Regions from separate parts of the Mus musculus genome. Here all the other regions are linked to region 2. The links are chromatin contacts, called in public promoter capture Hi-C maps. All regions are on one chromosome and are shown on one strand. Each heading gives the region's core, a stretch centred on a gene start, on an enhancer-like site or on the middle of the called end of the contact. The rest is flanking DNA. Distances are from core to core; before and after follow the strand shown.

Evidence for each region. Promoter capture Hi-C pulls out the DNA fragments that hold promoters and counts their contacts.
Region 1: a promoter capture Hi-C map of the C10 cell line shows a contact between it and region 2, with 6 times the contacts expected there. The contact joins the promoter of Dmp1 here to the promoter of Barhl2 in region 2. A contact is called at or near these places in 2 of 39 promoter capture datasets (the C10 cell line and pre-B cells).
Region 3: a contact with region 2 is called in a promoter capture Hi-C map of pre-B cells, with 3 times the contacts expected there. The contact joins the promoter of Fgfrl1 here to the promoter of Barhl2 in region 2. A contact is called at or near these places in 2 of 39 promoter capture datasets (hippocampal neurons and pre-B cells).

Annotation. Positions count from the first base shown.
Region 1 is chr5:104,201,243-104,203,942 of GRCm38.p6, forward strand. Dmp1 (dentin matrix protein 1) reads left to right here and starts at 1,375. Exons shown (of 6, transcript NM_016779.2): 1 at 1,375-1,470.
Region 2 is chr5:106,456,900-106,459,599 of GRCm38.p6, forward strand. Barhl2 (BarH like homeobox 2) reads right to left here and starts at 1,267. Exons shown (of 3, transcript NM_001005477.1): 1 at 327-1,267. The coding sequence starts at 942. Gm33151 (a long non-coding RNA gene) reads left to right here and starts at 1,693. Exons shown (of 2, transcript XR_389476.3): 1 at 1,693-1,989; 2 at 2,544-2,700.
Region 3 is chr5:108,692,809-108,695,512 of GRCm38.p6, forward strand. It overlaps Fgfrl1 (fibroblast growth factor receptor-like 1), which reads left to right and starts at 1,421. Exons shown (of 7, transcript NM_054071.2): 1 at 1,421-1,724; 2 at 2,087-2,310. The coding sequence starts at 2,244. It overlaps Gm42151 (predicted gene, 42151), which reads right to left and starts at 1,258. Exons shown (of 2, transcript NR_168910.1): 1 at 1,028-1,258.

The DNA of each region.
Region 1 (2,700 bases), core at 125-2,624, 2.3 Mb before region 2:
CCAGAATCCACTCTCACATGAGATTATAAGGTTCATTTAGGATAGACCTCAGGCAGGGCCGTGGAGCCACCAGAGAGTCTAATTCAGAACCAGAACAGAACACGTGTCCTTTAGAGCTCCTCCCCATGGACGGTGGCCTTCTGACCAACTCTGCATGAAAATAGCCTCCTCCTCTTCATATCCTGCCCCGCCGCCGCCCAAGTTTACGCTTACATTGTATAAATCTAATAATTTACATATTTGAAAATGTTTTCCAGGCTGTTATATCTAAAAAGGCAAGTGAGTCATGCAAGTGTTTCAGTCAAGGTAATTGTATACCCCAATCCATCCATTCATACAAAAATATATTTACTGAGGACTTATGGTGACCCAAGAATTGTCCCTGCCATTAGGGGCATTGTGGTATTGTGTGTACTTCACTTAACAAAACAAGCATCCTTACCCTTGGGGAAATTAAAGCCTGGTGCTGTATATTATATCATTGAAGCGTTTATTTAGTGGTATGCGATTGTTACTTGAGTATGCTCCTGAACAAGTGCCAAACCCACTTCCAGAACCCTCAGCCAACTTCAGCACACTCCTCAGAAAGACTCTAGCAAACAGTGTTTTCATTTCGGTTCTGGTGATGGAGTAGACGCTCTTGGCAATACTTCTCTGGATGTGATCCACCTAGTTAGCATTCCTCTAATTCAGTTCTGATTTCAAAAATTACTAAAATGTGCTAAGTAGTTTCAGGGGATAATGGAGCATTATTTTGTTGTTGTTGTTGTTAAAAATAAAAGTTACCGAAGGAGGCACTTTAACATTTCCTGTTCACATGGGATCGTGAGAATGGCACTTCCTTAGATCAGTAAGAATTTGGAGTCTTTGTGTATAGATGGGGTAAGGGGTGTTTAGTAGAGACTGTTACAAGAGGAAGAGAAGAAATACAAGGTCATATTCTCAACACTAACAACTTAGGAAAATGTAAACTTTTAGTAGCTTCCCTCACACACCACCTGGAAATAAGCACCAGCAGGAAGGTCTCTACCCGCCTCTGACTCGCCTTTCCCATCCCTGGGTCTTCTGGGATCTGTTAGTGGGCGGGAGACATGGTCATTGTTTATAATGCTCACAAGCCTGCATGGATGCAAAAGATATATATTTAGAAAGCAAAATAAAGCTTTAGGAAGATCTTCAATTTAATGGAAACTCGTCTAGTCATTTGAGAACCACAAGAGCTTTTTAGAGAAGGCCCACTTCTGCCAGCTGGAGGAAGTGTGGGTGTATGGGGTCCCGGTGACACCTGTGATGTCAGTCACCCCGAGCCTGAGGCTCATTGGCTCTGAGGAGCTGCAGCAGAGTTTAAATTCTGCACTGTCAGACAAGCCTTCTGAGCAGCAGCTGGAGAGTGGCTTCTCTGAGATCCCTCTTCGAGAACTTCGCTGAGGTTTTGACCTTGTGGGAAAAAGACCTTGGGAGCCAGAGAGGGTAAGGCCATTCCATCATTTAATTCTTAAAATGACTTTAGCTTTGGAGTTTAAAAATATGAAATACGAACATGTTACAAGGCATTGATTTCCAGAGGAAGATGGGGAAGAGCTAAGTTTGAGTAAAACCTATTCTTATTTTTGTTTTTTGGGGTCACTGTCACAATAGCCAATGACACTGATATTAAAAATGACATGGTAAGTCAAAAGAGCCAGGTGTTTGCCTGGTGATGCCTTAATTAGATCTCTGTCTAATTATTTTGAAAGAGAACATTTACTAAATAGGAGGCTGATGGGAAAGTCCTGTTAGAGTTTAGCTTTCATTAATAAAACACAACTTTTATCTGTAGGCTTCTTAGAGGTGGTGATGCGAAAGTATCTAAATCAGTGTAGCAAGTGTTTCAAAATGCAGACAGGTAACTGAATGCCTCTCAGCCTGGCTTATTCAGAGAATACGGTGGCCATTATGAATTGTGTATACAACTGAAAGGTGATCATGACAGTGTGGCTTTGGGTAGCTGGATCCTCATGGTAGTATAATGCTTTGCATGCAGATGGACTCCAATAAATGCTGAGTGGGATTACCTGTTAGGTAGGACACACACATACTACACACACATATACATACATACATACATACATACATACATACATACATACAAACAAACATACACACACATACATTAGGTAGGACACACATACACATATCACACACACCACACATACATACACACACATAGATGCACATGCACATACATTAGGTAGGAGACACACATACATACACATACCACACACACACACACACACACACCTCGTACCATATACACATATACATTAGGTAGGACATACACACACACCTATACACAGATATATTAGGTAGGACACACACACACACATACACACCTACATTACATAGGACACACATATACATTAGGTAGGAGATACATAAATACTACACACACATACACTCCCACCAGACATGATTTTACTCTGCATTACTTCACTTCATCAGTAGCTGGAATATCTATCCTTCTGACAGAGAGTAGCCAGGCCATGTGTCCTACGAAGTTCTGAAGACACCGAATGGAGAAAGTGAATTGTCCTCTGTGAGAGCAAAGACTCCTGGTTTCCTCAGGTTTCCGTTTGATTGACACTCTTGTGGCCTGCCTCTATTTAACCCTGTTGATTAAACACATGAGAACAAAGAATTTTCTGCAGATTCTTTAGTCTG
Region 2 (2,700 bases), core at 17-2,516:
GACCTAGACAACCACAACTGGCTACCAGCTTCTCTCCACCCCTTCCCACTCCCATTCCCAAGGTCTCAGCTAAAAGAAGAAAAAAAAAAAATCCCAAGTAAGCCTCTGTTTTCAACGAAAAGTGTCTCCCATCCTATCTCTTCAGTTACCACCTTCCTCCAGCACATTTAAAATTAAGTAAAACAAAGAACGGAGCCGGATGGCCGCAAAGGTTGTGGGGCAGAAATGTAACCAACAGAACTTAAGGTGCGTCGCTAAATCGCACGCCTAGGCCCCTCTCCTTCGGCGGTCACTCAAGTGACCCGGGCAGCTCCGGCGCAACTCACCGTGGCATTTGATGTCGCTCTGGGGGTCTTCTCTCTTGTCCAGCTTGGTTTTGCCGTCCTCCTGCTCAAGCTTTGGCCTGAAGCTCTCGTGTGCCGCGTTGCTCTCCTGCTTCGGGGTGTGATGAGGAGAAGAAACGCTGGTGCTGTAGGGTGCACAAGCCGCCAGGGGTTTGCTGTCTCCCAAGATGTCCTTAATTAAAAAGGAAGAGGTGGAAGTCCTGGGGGCCGCGGCGGCCGAGCCCAGCTGCTGGGCTGCTGACTGCGGCTGCGGCGGCGGTTGCTGTTGGGGCGAAGGCTGCAAACTTTGCGCGGGGACCGCGGATGGTGGCGGCGGCTGTTGGCTGTGGTGGAGGTGATGGTGATGCTGGGGTCCGTCTGTCACAAGATGCGGCTCCGGGGGTTCCAGGGTGACCGAGATCGGTGAAGAGGGCGCCGTTCCCACGGTATCAATCTCCGAACAGGGTGACGGGGTGGCCTGGCTCCTAAAATCCGTTGTCCTCGCTTCACCGAGCGATCGGAAATCCCCGTTCATCATGCCGGGGCTCCCGGAACCGGCACCGGACAAAATAGTGTCTATTCCAAAACTCGACCCGCTGGCCCCTTCCATTGCTGTCATTTCTACATGAGGTCCACGCTACTCCGCGGATCAGCCGCCGCCGGGACCAAGCAAGGGAAACTACCGATCGTAAAACAAAATAGACACTAAAAAGCGTTGACACTGCTTTAAAAAAAAAAAAAAGTGGGGAGGGAATGAAGGATAATGGGAGGTGACAATTGGTGGGCACTTTCGACTCAACTTTTCCCCCTTATACAAAAAGTAAAGAGAAAAAAATTTGAGGGGAAAGCCCCCAAATGCCACAAGCGGGAAGGTGTGCTCCGCTCCGCTGGACCACCGCGCACGTGGGCGGTGGCAGCGGAGAGCAGCACCGAGACTAAGATGCTGGCCGCTGGAGCAACCCCGCCGCCGCCACCTGCACCGCCACCGCCGCCGCCTGGGTCTGCCCACTGCCCGATCCCGGGCGGCGGCGGCGGCGGCCGGAGCAGGTGCAGCGACCGCTAAGGCCGGGCGGTCCCGGAGGTGACCGCCGTGCGTGACCCGGCAGTCCCGGAGCCGAGTTTCTGAACTTTGTTGGAAAGTTGCGGAGCGAACGCGGCCGCCGCCGCCCCGGGAGGAGGAGAAGCAGCGAAGGAGCAAGCGCGGGCGCAGGAGACCGCGGACAGGCGGCGCCCGGCGACTCCCGCCGCTGCCCCGCGCGTTGGCTTGTCATCCGCGGGCTCGCGGGCGGCGCCGACCCCCTCCCGTGACGTCACGGCCCCCGCCGCCGCTCCCCGCCCGCGCCCCCGCCGCCCGGGCCCCGCGCCCCATTGGCCGCTGCGCGCCAGCCAGCGACGCCGGCGTGCCGGGAGCCAATGGGCGCGCTCCTGGCCAGCCCGTCAGCAGCGCGCCTCGAACCCCGCTGCTCTTTTGAGAACCGAACCTCGGTGCGCCCGCAGCCCTGAGCCCAACGCCTACTCCAGGGGTCCAAGTGGTACCCACTGTAACGAGTACCCGGCCAGGGAGATGGGGAGAGACCAGAAGGGCACTGGAGAAGGGAGCCCCCGGGCGGGAAGCGGGGAAGCAGTACGGATCGTTAGATGTGCCCGTGCTAAGTCAGATTGGAGGGTGAGTGGAGAGGCCGCGAAGGGCAAAAGGATCCTGCGGCTCCCGGTGGCCTGCAGCGCAGCCCCGCTCGCACGGTTCCCAAGCACGCTTGAGCAGAGCGGAAACACGAGGAGCAGGGGATAGAGGTGCTGAGGGACCCCACGGGGAAGTGTGTGACACCAGAGCCAGAGCTCCGCGTGGGCCTGCAACGTCTGAGCTCTACTCTCCCCACAGGAGCCGGTGCGCTCCAGCTCGGTCCAACCGGGTAGCAGATCCAGGAGAGGCACTGAGCTGGGGGGCTACATCTTTGACCCCCCTGTCGGGAAGGATCGGGCCTTTGGCTCCAAATCCCGCTTTGTCTCCAGTCAGAGCCTGTGCTGGAAGAAATGCCGGGCCAAGCACTTTCTCCCGAACCGGGAAAAACCCCGGGCGAGGCGTTCTCCAGCGGCGCGGGCAGCTGTGGTTCCCTGCGGCATCAGGCTGCTGTGGGGCCGCGGGAACTGGGTGGCTGGTCCGCAGCCTGAGCTCCCGCAGCTCCTCCCTCCAATGCTTCCATCCCCTCCCCACTGTGGCAGGCCTTGGTTTTGGAAAGGAAACAGTCACCGCCGATCCATTTGGGACCTGGAACGCGACTGTGACGCCGCCTTGTCGGAGGGTATCAACTTGCATTCTTTCTTCAGGACGTCTCCAACCTGTCTCTTGTTGAATGTCAGAGTAATGGGAAGCGCCAGT
Region 3 (2,704 bases), core at 171-2,670, 2.2 Mb after region 2:
CTCACCTGTGGTCTCTGCACCTTCCCGTCTAACTTCAATCCATTGCCTACCTTTTTCTGCCCATTGGGCTCATTTGCTTTTAACCTCCCCACACTACAGAGCCACCTCCACACACAACTGCTCTTGGTTGGCAGCAACACAATGTTGTTGCACTACATGCTTCGGTGGCATCTCCTCACAAAACTTTCTGTGGAGCCAGGACCTACTCAGACTAGTCAGGACCCACTCTGTCTGTTTTAAATGCTTTCTGTGACCCCAGTACTAGCCCAAATTCTCTGGTAGCCCAGAGAAAGTTCCATGGGCTGCTTCTGAGACACAGCGTTGCAGTTGAGATGGGTACTTGGACCTTCATGCAGAGGAGACAAGGTTCACCTCCATTTGCCCACACTAGCCCAGAAACAGAATTTGGGGCTAGGAACACTAGGCTATTCCTCGGTTTCATTTTTCTCTGACAGGCTTCCGGAAAGAGGGGGTGCTTCTTAGCTTAGAGAAGAAAAGTTGTTTGGATCAGGGTCCTTGAAAGCGGAGCTTAGGAGTGGTCTCTTGGGAGGCACTACCGGGGCGTCAAAAATTATGGGATTTATGTTGAGAAAACTGGCAAGACTCATGTTTTGATGAATTTTGGCTCTGGTGAGTGAGGGTAGGCAGGAAGCTGTCTGGAGAGATCGCGGGGGATGGATCAGGATGCTGCTGAAGGGAGCTAGTGAGGTTTGGGAAACTCACCAGTCTTTCTGTTTGATGGGTGCAGGGGTACAGCAAGACACTTGCTAAGTAGCAAAGACAAAAGGGTGTGTTGATTACTATCACAAAGCAGGTGAGGTGCAGAGAAGTATCCAGGTGGGCTGTAGGACCCTCTCAGCCTTCCTAAGGTCCTAGGTACAACTAGATGCTCAAGTCAGGGCTTCGTTGGACTCCAGCACTGGAGATCTGCGCCATCTCCCCCCCCCCCCCCGCACCTTACCCCCCCACCCCCACCCCCCCACCCCCCGCCCTCAAACCAGAGCAGCACAGCGGCCTCTCTACTCACAAAAGCTCGAAGGTTCCGTTCAGCTCCCTTCCTCCTGTTTAAAGCCGGGAGTAGAGACAGTGCAGTAACGGCCAGCTCTGGGGGCCAGGGGCCTAGCTGGTGCAGATACCGAGTGGGCTCCGCGGCCATCAGCTGGTCTTCAGGCTAGCGGGACCGCGCGTTCCCAGAGCCCAGGGGCGGGGGCGCGGCGAGGCAGGGCCGACTGGGCGCGCTCCGGGGAGCCGCCAGCCTGAAGGGCAGAAGCACTGCGAGGGTTAAGCAGCGAGCCTGGCGGGCACGTGTGCGGATTGGAGCAAAGTTTCGGGGAGGGGCGGGGAACGGGGCGGACTGGGGCTCGCAGATTGGCCGGAAGTTGTGCGGGGCGGAGCTCAGGGCTGCTCCGCGCTCGCTCCGGGAGAGTTGACAAAGCCCCGCAGGGAAGGACGCCTCGCGGCGCGGCGCCCCGGGCCCCTCGCCCCGCCGCCCCTCTTCCCCGCCCTCGCCAAGCCTCGCCGTTTATCCGCGCGGACAGCGCGCCCCGCGCCCCAGCCCGGCCCCAGCCGCCAGCGCCCAGGTAGCGCCGCCCCGCCCAGGCCGGGCCCGGGGGCGCGGGGGGCGGGATGCGGCGCCCGGGGCAGCGATGACCGCGTCGCGCTGCTCAGGGGCCCGGCTCTGACCCCGTTGCCTGCTGCGCGCCCCCGCGCTGATCCCTGTCGAGGTGAGCCGGGCTGTACGTCCGCGACCCCCGGAGGGAGGGCTGGAATGGGTTAGAGTGCGGGGCGCGAAGGGCAGGGCCGCGATCACTGTGCGGGGCGGGAGCCGGGCTCGCGCCGTAGCTGCTCCTGTGGGGCCCGCGGCCCTGCCCCGCGCCCCGCCCCCCCTTGAGCCCCACGTGGGCCCCCCAGCGCAAATTTGTCCGCTAATGGCGCAGGCGATTATCTGCGGGGCCGCTCGGTGTTGTGTGTCCCGCGGGCAGGGCCCGAGTTACAAGCGCCAGGAATCCAGACGGTGTTTGGAAAGGGGGCGGCGGGGGCGGCTGGTAATTAGTGTAAACCCTTTGTCTGCCTTTGATACGCTCAGCGTCTACGCGCCTCGCTTCCTTTGCCTGGAGCTCGGCGCCGAGGGGGGCCGGACCCTGGCTCTGCGGCCGCGACCTGGGTCTTGCGGGCCTGAGCCCTGAGTGGCGTCCAGTCCAGCTCCCAGTGACCGCGCCCCTGCTTCAGGTCCGACCGGCGAGATGACGCGGAGCCCCGCGCTGCTGCTGCTGCTATTGGGGGCCCTCCCGTCGGCTGAGGCGGCGCGAGGTGAGTCCTGGCGCCCAGTCTGGCGCTTTGGCCTCTGCAGCGCCGCCCCTTTCCCACCAGCCCTGAACTCTGCCACACAGTGCCCGCCTGGCACACTCCTCCCCTCCCTGTCTGCTCCATCGCAGCAGATCCTCCCCCCAACCCCCATCCTTAACCTGAAGTACTGTCGGTTTTACATGCCTCTACCTCACTCTTGGGGTTACCTAGTCACAATCAGATACCCCCAGCTCACCCTCTTTGGCTGACACCTCATGTAAAGGGCCCCAGAATCATTTGACTGTTGGCCTTGCCTAGGTCCTTTCCAGGACAGCCTCATAATCTTGCATAAACACACTTTCAGGTGCATATCTAGATGGAGAGCAGGTGGTTGTCACCCCTCCCCCAGATTCTTGGG